Linked DNA regions of Zea mays: region 1 is linked to region 2. Evidence: chromatin contacts called from public Hi-C data. All regions are on one chromosome and are shown on one strand. The core of a region is the stretch at or near the end of the contact, and the rest is flanking DNA. Distances in the headings are between cores, read along the strand shown. Region 1 holds the start of LOC103651631 (F-box protein At4g22280). Region 2 holds the start of LOC100192109.

The links. Hi-C and Micro-C count contacts between places; a contact is called where the count stands out from the background.
Region 1: a Hi-C map of leaf shows a contact between it and region 2, with 4 times the contacts expected there. The contact joins the promoter of LOC103651631 here to the promoter of LOC100192109 in region 2. A contact is called at or near these places in 2 of 25 Hi-C or Micro-C datasets (both in leaf).

The regions. Positions count from the first base shown.
Region 1 is chr3:233,216,569-233,220,246 of Zm-B73-REFERENCE-NAM-5.0, forward strand. It overlaps LOC103651631 (F-box protein At4g22280), which reads left to right and starts at 1,813. Exons shown (of 3, transcript XM_008677298.3): 1 at 1,813-3,024; 2 at 3,113-3,289. The coding sequence starts at 2,077. LOC103651632 (a long non-coding RNA gene) reads right to left here and starts at 1,622. Exons shown (of 2, transcript XR_564866.3): 1 at 1,356-1,622.
Region 2 is chr3:232,971,989-232,976,034 of Zm-B73-REFERENCE-NAM-5.0, forward strand. LOC100192109 reads right to left here and starts at 2,543. Exons shown (of 11, transcript NM_001360697.1): 1 at 2,025-2,543; 2 at 1,738-1,805; 3 at 1,601-1,629; 4 at 1,294-1,490; 5 at 825-1,175; 6 at 582-698; 7 at 385-438; 8 at 150-266; 9 at 1-70. The coding sequence starts at 2,327.

The sequences.
Region 1 (3,678 bases), core at 563-3,062, 240 kb after region 2:
GAATTGTTGTTATGGCAGGGGATCCCTTATAGCAGCAGGTATCACTGCTCAGGTTTTTCTTATGTTAACCTGTAGCTCGGATAATGGTAGTTCCTACATTTCTGTCAAGGTTTGCAATTGACAAGCTTGCTGGCAAGCACTTTTTTCCTGCCTTATAGAGTTGTTTATTTTGGATATAGATTTAGAGGGCAACATATAATAAACAGTTAGTAAATAGTGTTTGGACCTCTTCTCGACCAATATAGATGTCTACAAAGAAGATATGTAGAGTCATTAAGTTGTGAGAACAACACTATCTGGATATCATATTCAACAAATCAATAAAGTTCTCCATATATTGTATATGCATATCTAAATTAATAATAAATTGATATTCTTATGATTTGAAAGCTGACATGTATTGTATACGTTCTTTGGATTATTCATAAATTCTTGTGGAATAATAAACTAACAGAAGCATCAGCTAATTGGCTGCATAAGAAAAAAAATATAAACCTTCAGTGGCTTTCTTCGGCGTTCTGAATTCAAGTTCAATTTGCTTACAGAAACTTGTTTCCTCTAGAAATTTGTTATGCCTAGTCGTCTATCTGGAACTGAATCCCATAACAACACATAAGTTTAGTATTCACCAAAAAAAGCGGAATGGAGCAATGGAGTTAAAGAAATAAGCGATGGAATATTATAAGGAAAACAAATTAAGTTGATTGAACAAAACCGCTTTTACCTGGAGAGAGAGAGAGAGAGAGAGAGAGAGAGAGAGAGAGAGAGAGAGGCGTTGTAGCGACATCAAAAGAAAAAAAAAAGCAAATTTATCGTATAATTCTGCATTGTAGCATAGTAATATAAGATTCATGTAGTTAATACGTTTTATGGTAATTGGTAACTGAGCATATGCGTTTCCAAGTAAAAGCGTGGCCAATAATCATATCGGAATGAAGTCATAATGTTGCATATTAAGCAGCCAATTGTATCGAATGTGACAACAAGGTTTTGATACATTGAAGTTCCATTTGTCTCATTTACTAAATTATTCCAACAATAGAATAGACATTTTCTCTTAAGATAAATACTTCTTTAAATCCTCTCATTTTTTGTGAACAAAAAAAAGAGCCTTATGCTATTTCATTTACCCTGTTCTCATCATTGATCTATGTCAAGTAATCAGAAACGAAGAACATGGATATCATAATCTGGAAAAAAAGATGGAATAACTTGTATCCGTATTTATATCCAAATCTATGGTTGCTGGTACTCTTTTATTTTTACTGCTAGCTGGATCTAAATACTCTTATACTGTTGATAATTAATAATCGGAAGTGCAGAATAGGTGATATGGGGGAGGCTGCGAGAGGGACCTCTGCGGAGCGCACAAGAGGGAGGATCCGGGAGTCATTGCGGAGCGCACGAGGAGGGAGAACGGAGAACCAGTGTTGCTGTCGTGGGGATCGGAATTTTTTCCCCAGACGACTCTTCGTGCGGAGCCTAGAATGTTCCCGACGACGAAGAAAAGCGGTATTTTTTTTTGGGGGTGAAGTCTAGCGGAGAGGACGAATGGTGATGATGTCCGATGAAGAAGCATCCAACGGATATGGTGAAACGAACTGACGTAGAGTGACGGGATTCAAGAATTGCTCCGCGAAGGTGAGCCATTGATTCGTGATCAAGTGGGTAGGAGGAATTCCAGTGTCCCATCAGTGTGATGGTTTGGAAATATGGTTTTCTGGAGGTAAATTGGACCATACGTGAGAAGGACCTTTTCCTAAAGGAACAGAAGGTATTTGGGCTGTCATTTGTTCGGCCTACTCAGCCCATTACACGTGAGTGACTACTTTCCCCATCCGACCTGCACATAAGCTGCCGCCACCGTGTCTCTCCTCTTCATCCACCTCGCGCGGAGTTCCGCAGCGGCGCAGCTCAAAATTCCTGCCCTCTCGCCATCAAATCATGCGAAGGATTTGCTAAACAGGCCATCCATGTTTTCGTCATCTGTCAGTGTCAGGTACTTGCAAATTTTCTAGAAACCTTCTTTAGAGATCCGACTAATCCATTCCGTCGATCGAGTCCCGTCCGCTCCATATGGAAGAAGGCGGCCGCCATGACCATGACGCGGGCGACCGCATCAGCAGCCTACCCGACGACCTCCTCTTCTCAATCCTCCTCCGCATCGGATCCATTCGCGCCGCCGCGCGCACCAGCGTGCTCTCCCGCCGCTGGCGCCACGTCTGGGCCCGCCTGCCCGAGCTCCGCCTCGGCACATGCGACGAGCAGCCGGGGGCGACGTTCCTGGACTTCGTCGACGCCGTCCTCGACGCCTGCTCCGCCCCGGCCGTCCACCGCCTTGAGGTGGCCATGTACTGCCATGGCCTTCGAGTCCATGCGTGCCGCCTCGTCCCGTGGCTACGCTTCGCCTCGCAGCGCCGGGTGGGGGATATCCATATCCAAGTGCCATCCCAGAAGAAATTCTTCTTGTCTAAGCCCATCAAAGAGGAGCTCGAGCTTCCCGTGTGCGATGGAGCGACGAGAATCACCCTCTCGCTCGAGCGACGATGGAGCCTCCGCCTCTGTCCGGCGGGCTCGTTCATGTCGCTGACCGACCTGCACATAAGCTGCGCCACCATGGCAGGCAGCGAGCTTGGCAACCTTGTGTCCGAGCAGTGCCCGCTCCTGAGGAATCTGTACCTTTTCGTCAGGCTGGCTGCTGCTTCCAACGTGTCCATACACTCCAACTCGCTTCAGTCCCTCTCATTCAACGTCCAAAACACCCAGAAGCTAGAAGTCATGGCCCCTAAGCTTGAAGTGCTGGCCGTATGTGATGCCACTAAGGCACATATCTCTGCCCCAAAGCTCTCCGTGGTAAGTTGGGACAATGACACTGGCTACAACCCTCTGTGCCACCACTTTGCCAATGCTGCCCGTCACCTCCGCCTGCTACACTTGGGCTCAAAGTGTGTATCCGCTTCCCTGATGCGTCAATTCGATGAAGTTGATGTGCTGAAGCTGAAGCTGAACCTCCTCAATATTAAGGTGCGTTGGTAGAAGCCATATATTTTTTCTGGAAAAACAACTGTTTTGCCTTCTGATCTTGTTATCACATTATTTCTCATCCTGGCAGGGAACAGAGGCATACACAAATTTATTGAATGAAACGGCTGCACTACCCAAGTGTGAGGAATTAAAGTTACGAGTGTCATTAAGGGCTTCCCAACACAACTTTGCATCAATCATGTTTCATATCTTAAGGAGCTGCAACAATACAAGGAGGATTTCGATAAAGATCGATTCTAGCATGGTAATATCCATACTTCATGCTTCTGCAAATGTGTCCTTTAATTGATGGCTTGGTTCAAGGCAACTTTAGCCTTCTCTGATTTCCTTTTTTTTTTGGGGGTGGGGGGTGGGGGGGGGGGCTGGGGAGGGGGACGACTAGGGGAAGACCTTAATGGTTACTAAAAAATAACTAATCATATGACATAGGCAACTTTCGACGTAACTAAGTAATGCTAGTCTCAACCACATAGGTCTATATGCTGGTAATATCCATAGGTCTATATCTACTACCACATTGTGCCACAACGGATACCCGTTACCTGCTCGTCTGCCCACTACAATTTCAGCATCAGTATCAAACAAAAATTTTATCGCAATTCAACAATTCCAGTACCAAACAACAATATATAA
Region 2 (4,046 bases), core at 1,293-3,792:
AGAAGCATGCACCGATCACAATGTAGCACAGCAGCAGAAGGATCCCCTTGAGGTAGTGTGACGAACCATCCTGCAAAGGCCGCGAAGTGATTATTAGCTTGAATGTTCATCAGTGATGAGAATGGAGAGTATGTAGTGTGTGTGTGTACCTGGAGGGTGAATGCTGTCACTATTACTGAGACGAAGAGAGAGCCGGTCTCTATGAGCTTGAAGTCAAGATCCATTTGAATACCCGCGATCCAAGCTACAATGACACTCAGCGGCACCTGTCTCGTTTGGCGTATACAGGAAGCATAGTCGTACGATTATTCCAGCATGATTCGGTAGTTCAATAGTTTAAGCGAATGAAATCTGTACGCGTCAGTTTTAAATTGCAATACCCACCACAAACATGGAGATCTGGGTCGCCGACCCCAACGCTACTCCGAGGGTAATGTCCTGTGTCGTATCAGGATTCAGGAGCGAGTTAATTTAACAACTTCACATGCATGGTTGGGCTATGAACAGTACGTGAACATGTGAGACAGGAGGAATAATCCGGGTTGGCCTGGGTCTGGGTGTGTGAAGGCTAGGTACAGTACCAGCTTGTTCTTGAGAGCAAAAATGATTGCTCCGGCGTGCTCCGCGGCGTTCCCCACGATGGGTAGAAGTATGATGCTGATGAAGCTGACGGACAAACCCCAGGACTTGGAGGTAGGCTGGCACGGTCAAGGGTAGCTTAGCTAACTAACTAATTAATTAACAAGAACAGAGGGAACGAACGAATGATGATGTGGTAGAAGTAGAAAGATAAACTGCATGTACTGTACTGTATTGTACTGTACCTCGATGGTGCCGACCACGTACTCGGACAGGATGGCGATGAGCACGGTGTTGAAGGCGAGCCAGAAGAGTCCGCTGGCGAAGCCGATGACGGCCTGCTCGTCCTCTTCCGCCTCGCAGCCGTCGTCCACCTCCTGCGGCTCGAACAGCTGCGCGTGCGTCTTGAGCTGGAAGAAGAGGTAGGCGACGTAGGCGAGCAGCATGACGACGCTGCAGGCGCGGGAGAGGTCGAGCACCGTGGTGGCCGCGGCGACGGAGTGCTCGCCGGCGCCCACCGCGTAGCGCAGCATGAGCGGCAGCGACTGGCACAGCACGCCGAGGATGAGGAGGCCCGTGCTGACGTCCGCTTGGGTCTGCATATATATAATAATACGCACGCGCATGCATTATACACATTATTACTGATCGATGGCGCTCATGCAGTGTGGAGAAGAGGTTGACGACGCTCGTTCGTTGTTTGTACGCACGCACCCTGTCGTACGGCTGGTCGGAGCCGAGGTTGACGACGCCGCCGCAGAAGAGGGACGTGCCGAGCACGAGCAGCAGGTTGGAGAGGACGGAGCCGAGGAGGGAGCACTTGACGACCTCGATCTGGCCCTCCATGAGCGCGAAGAGCGCGATGATGAGCTCCGTGGCGTTGCCGCACGTCGCGTTGAGGAGGCCGCCCACTGCACACGCGCCATGCAGCAGAGCAGAACAGCAGCAGAAGCTAGCGTTAGGCTTGGAAAAAAGCCGGCCGTGTGGTAGGCTTGAAGAACTGACGACGCCCGTGACTTACCGGTGGGGCCGGTGTATATCGCGATCTGCCTGCACAGGAACGAACGACAAAGAGAACATAAAAACACTCATGATTGAAGAAGATAAGGCAAATTAATTAAAAAGGCTGAAAAGAGAGAGAGAGAGATAGGGGCTTACTCGGTGAGGAAGCTGACACGCTCGGCGAGGGGGATGAGGCCGAGTAGGCTGAGCGAAAACACCCACACCTGCCATGCCAGTGACAGTGAGTGAGCGAGGCAGTTCCAATTCAAATTTCGACCGGGTTTTAACACGAATGGATCGCATGTGGTCCGCAGGCTACAGAGAGACCCCACGGCGTGCAGGATAGGACGAATAAATGCGAGGAGCAAGGCGCCACATGCTGCTGGTCTGTTTTGATCCAGTGGATCGATGTGGCTGGAGTAAGGGATTGATTGATCGATTACCTGGCCGAAGTGCGCGCACTGGGCGGCGATGGCGAGCGGCACGGCGGGGAATAGCACGGCGAGCTTGGTGCCGAGGAACACCTCCTGCAGGTTGGCGAGGACGGGGCGGAGCGGCGCGAAGGGCACCCTGCGCAGCAGCGACGCGGCCGACTTGGACTTGGTGCGCAGCGCCGTCGTGGACATGCTGTGCGCCGTGCGCGCCGTCAGCGACCGCCCGTGGGGGCCCTGCCGCGCCGCGCGCAGCCCGCCGGCCTCCGACGCGTACTTCCTCATGCTCCGGGTCGACTCGGGCAGGCGATCCATCTCCTTCGCCGGCCGCCGGCCGCCGTCCGCACAGCGCAGAGTACACAACACTACCCCCTTGCGAGTCTGCTGCGGCTCTCTGTGGTGGAGGCGTGGGTGGAGTGGAGTCACTGGGCTGCCTGTGGGCGACCTATATACGTACAGCCCAGCCTGAGAGCGCGCTCGCTGTGTGGCAGTGGGCGAATGAATGAATTATTGTTGGAATTGATTGGAAACCATGGGTATCAAATTAACCAGGCTCTCATTTAATCATTGTGTTGTGCTTGATTGCCGATGGACGGGGGATCTATCTATCTGCTGGAGACTGGAGTAGCAGCAGCGATAGGAATATAGGAATTAAAGACCAATGCGCCTTGATGATTGGTCGGTTGATGATTAACTGATGAGAGGTTTGGCCGGTTTGCGAGAGATACGTACCGTACGTAGTAAACAAGAGGAGGAGAGGAATGAATTAATCATGCAAAAAGAAAATGCAAGAGAGACAGAGAGTCATCAGCGCCGCTCGCTGGAAGGAGTAATCAGTCATGGCCTGCTGGAGATGCGATGCGATGCGACGGGGGGGCGCGTCAGGGTCCAGCGAAGCTTCGCGGAAGCTTCGTCCGCTCCCCCTGGCCCCCTCCCACTCCACGTCCCCGCTGGCGTGCCGCCGCACGGAACGCGGGCCGGCCGTGCATGCAGCATGCGGCGCAGCCTCGTGCCGTTGCCGCTCTGGCTCTGGACGGACGCTGCCTGCTCTGACGCCGACGCCGAGAGGGATCGTTTCACGCTTCTTCACTGCTTCCACGAGTGCCTAGCGCTAGCGCCGTGTTACTCTTTGTGTGCGCGACGTGGCGGCGCATGTCCGAATCTTTGCTTACGACCGGCCATCATGCCACTCGATCGCAACCGAGATGTTTCGCCGTACGTGACCACTGCCGCCGTGCAATCGTCTTGGATTTGACGGGGAGAGGAGGAGCATGTACGTTTTGCCACTCGGGACTGCACAAGTGCCGCGATTGCGACGGCCACCCCCCCCCCCCCCCCCCCCTACCCGAATACGCGCACGGGACGCGGATACGGTCCACCATTCGTGAAGTCAGCAAATGATATACGAATACAATACTTTTTTAAAAAACTTCAACGATTGAACTGGGTTATAGTGTAGTGTGGAAGTTGAATAGGGAAAGGGCTGGAGACACCCTGTATATAATAATAGGTATCTTTTTAATTAGGGATACGGTAAAATATAATACAAAACATGGATATAGGGAGATCGGTTGGAATTAGTCTTACTTAAACATAGTCATAGTTGCAGGCTACAATGGTTTCAGTACGATCTCTCTTTGATACGCAAAACTATGTCCATATAAAGTTTGGATTGTGCTATCAAATTTCTAACCTTAAAAGGACGTTATAAAATATTTGATGCAACTTATAACGTAATGCATACGAAAAAGAAGACAGTGTCTACTATCGGTACCACGGAACTAACGTACCCCTTACTAATGTATTAAAACGCCGGTCCCACATGGTTATCTCTAATCGTGTGCTGAGGAACTGAGCAGCTCGAGGCCAACCCCGAACGGGAGATGTAGTCGCAACTCGCACACTCCAACGTGGCCAACCACTCCGATTCCATAACAGTGTCTATCCCTGCCTTATGGGTATGTCCGATGCTGCCACGTGTCCAGTGAGACGATATGTTCAGGGACTTCACCAATGAGTCTAGACTCTATGGGT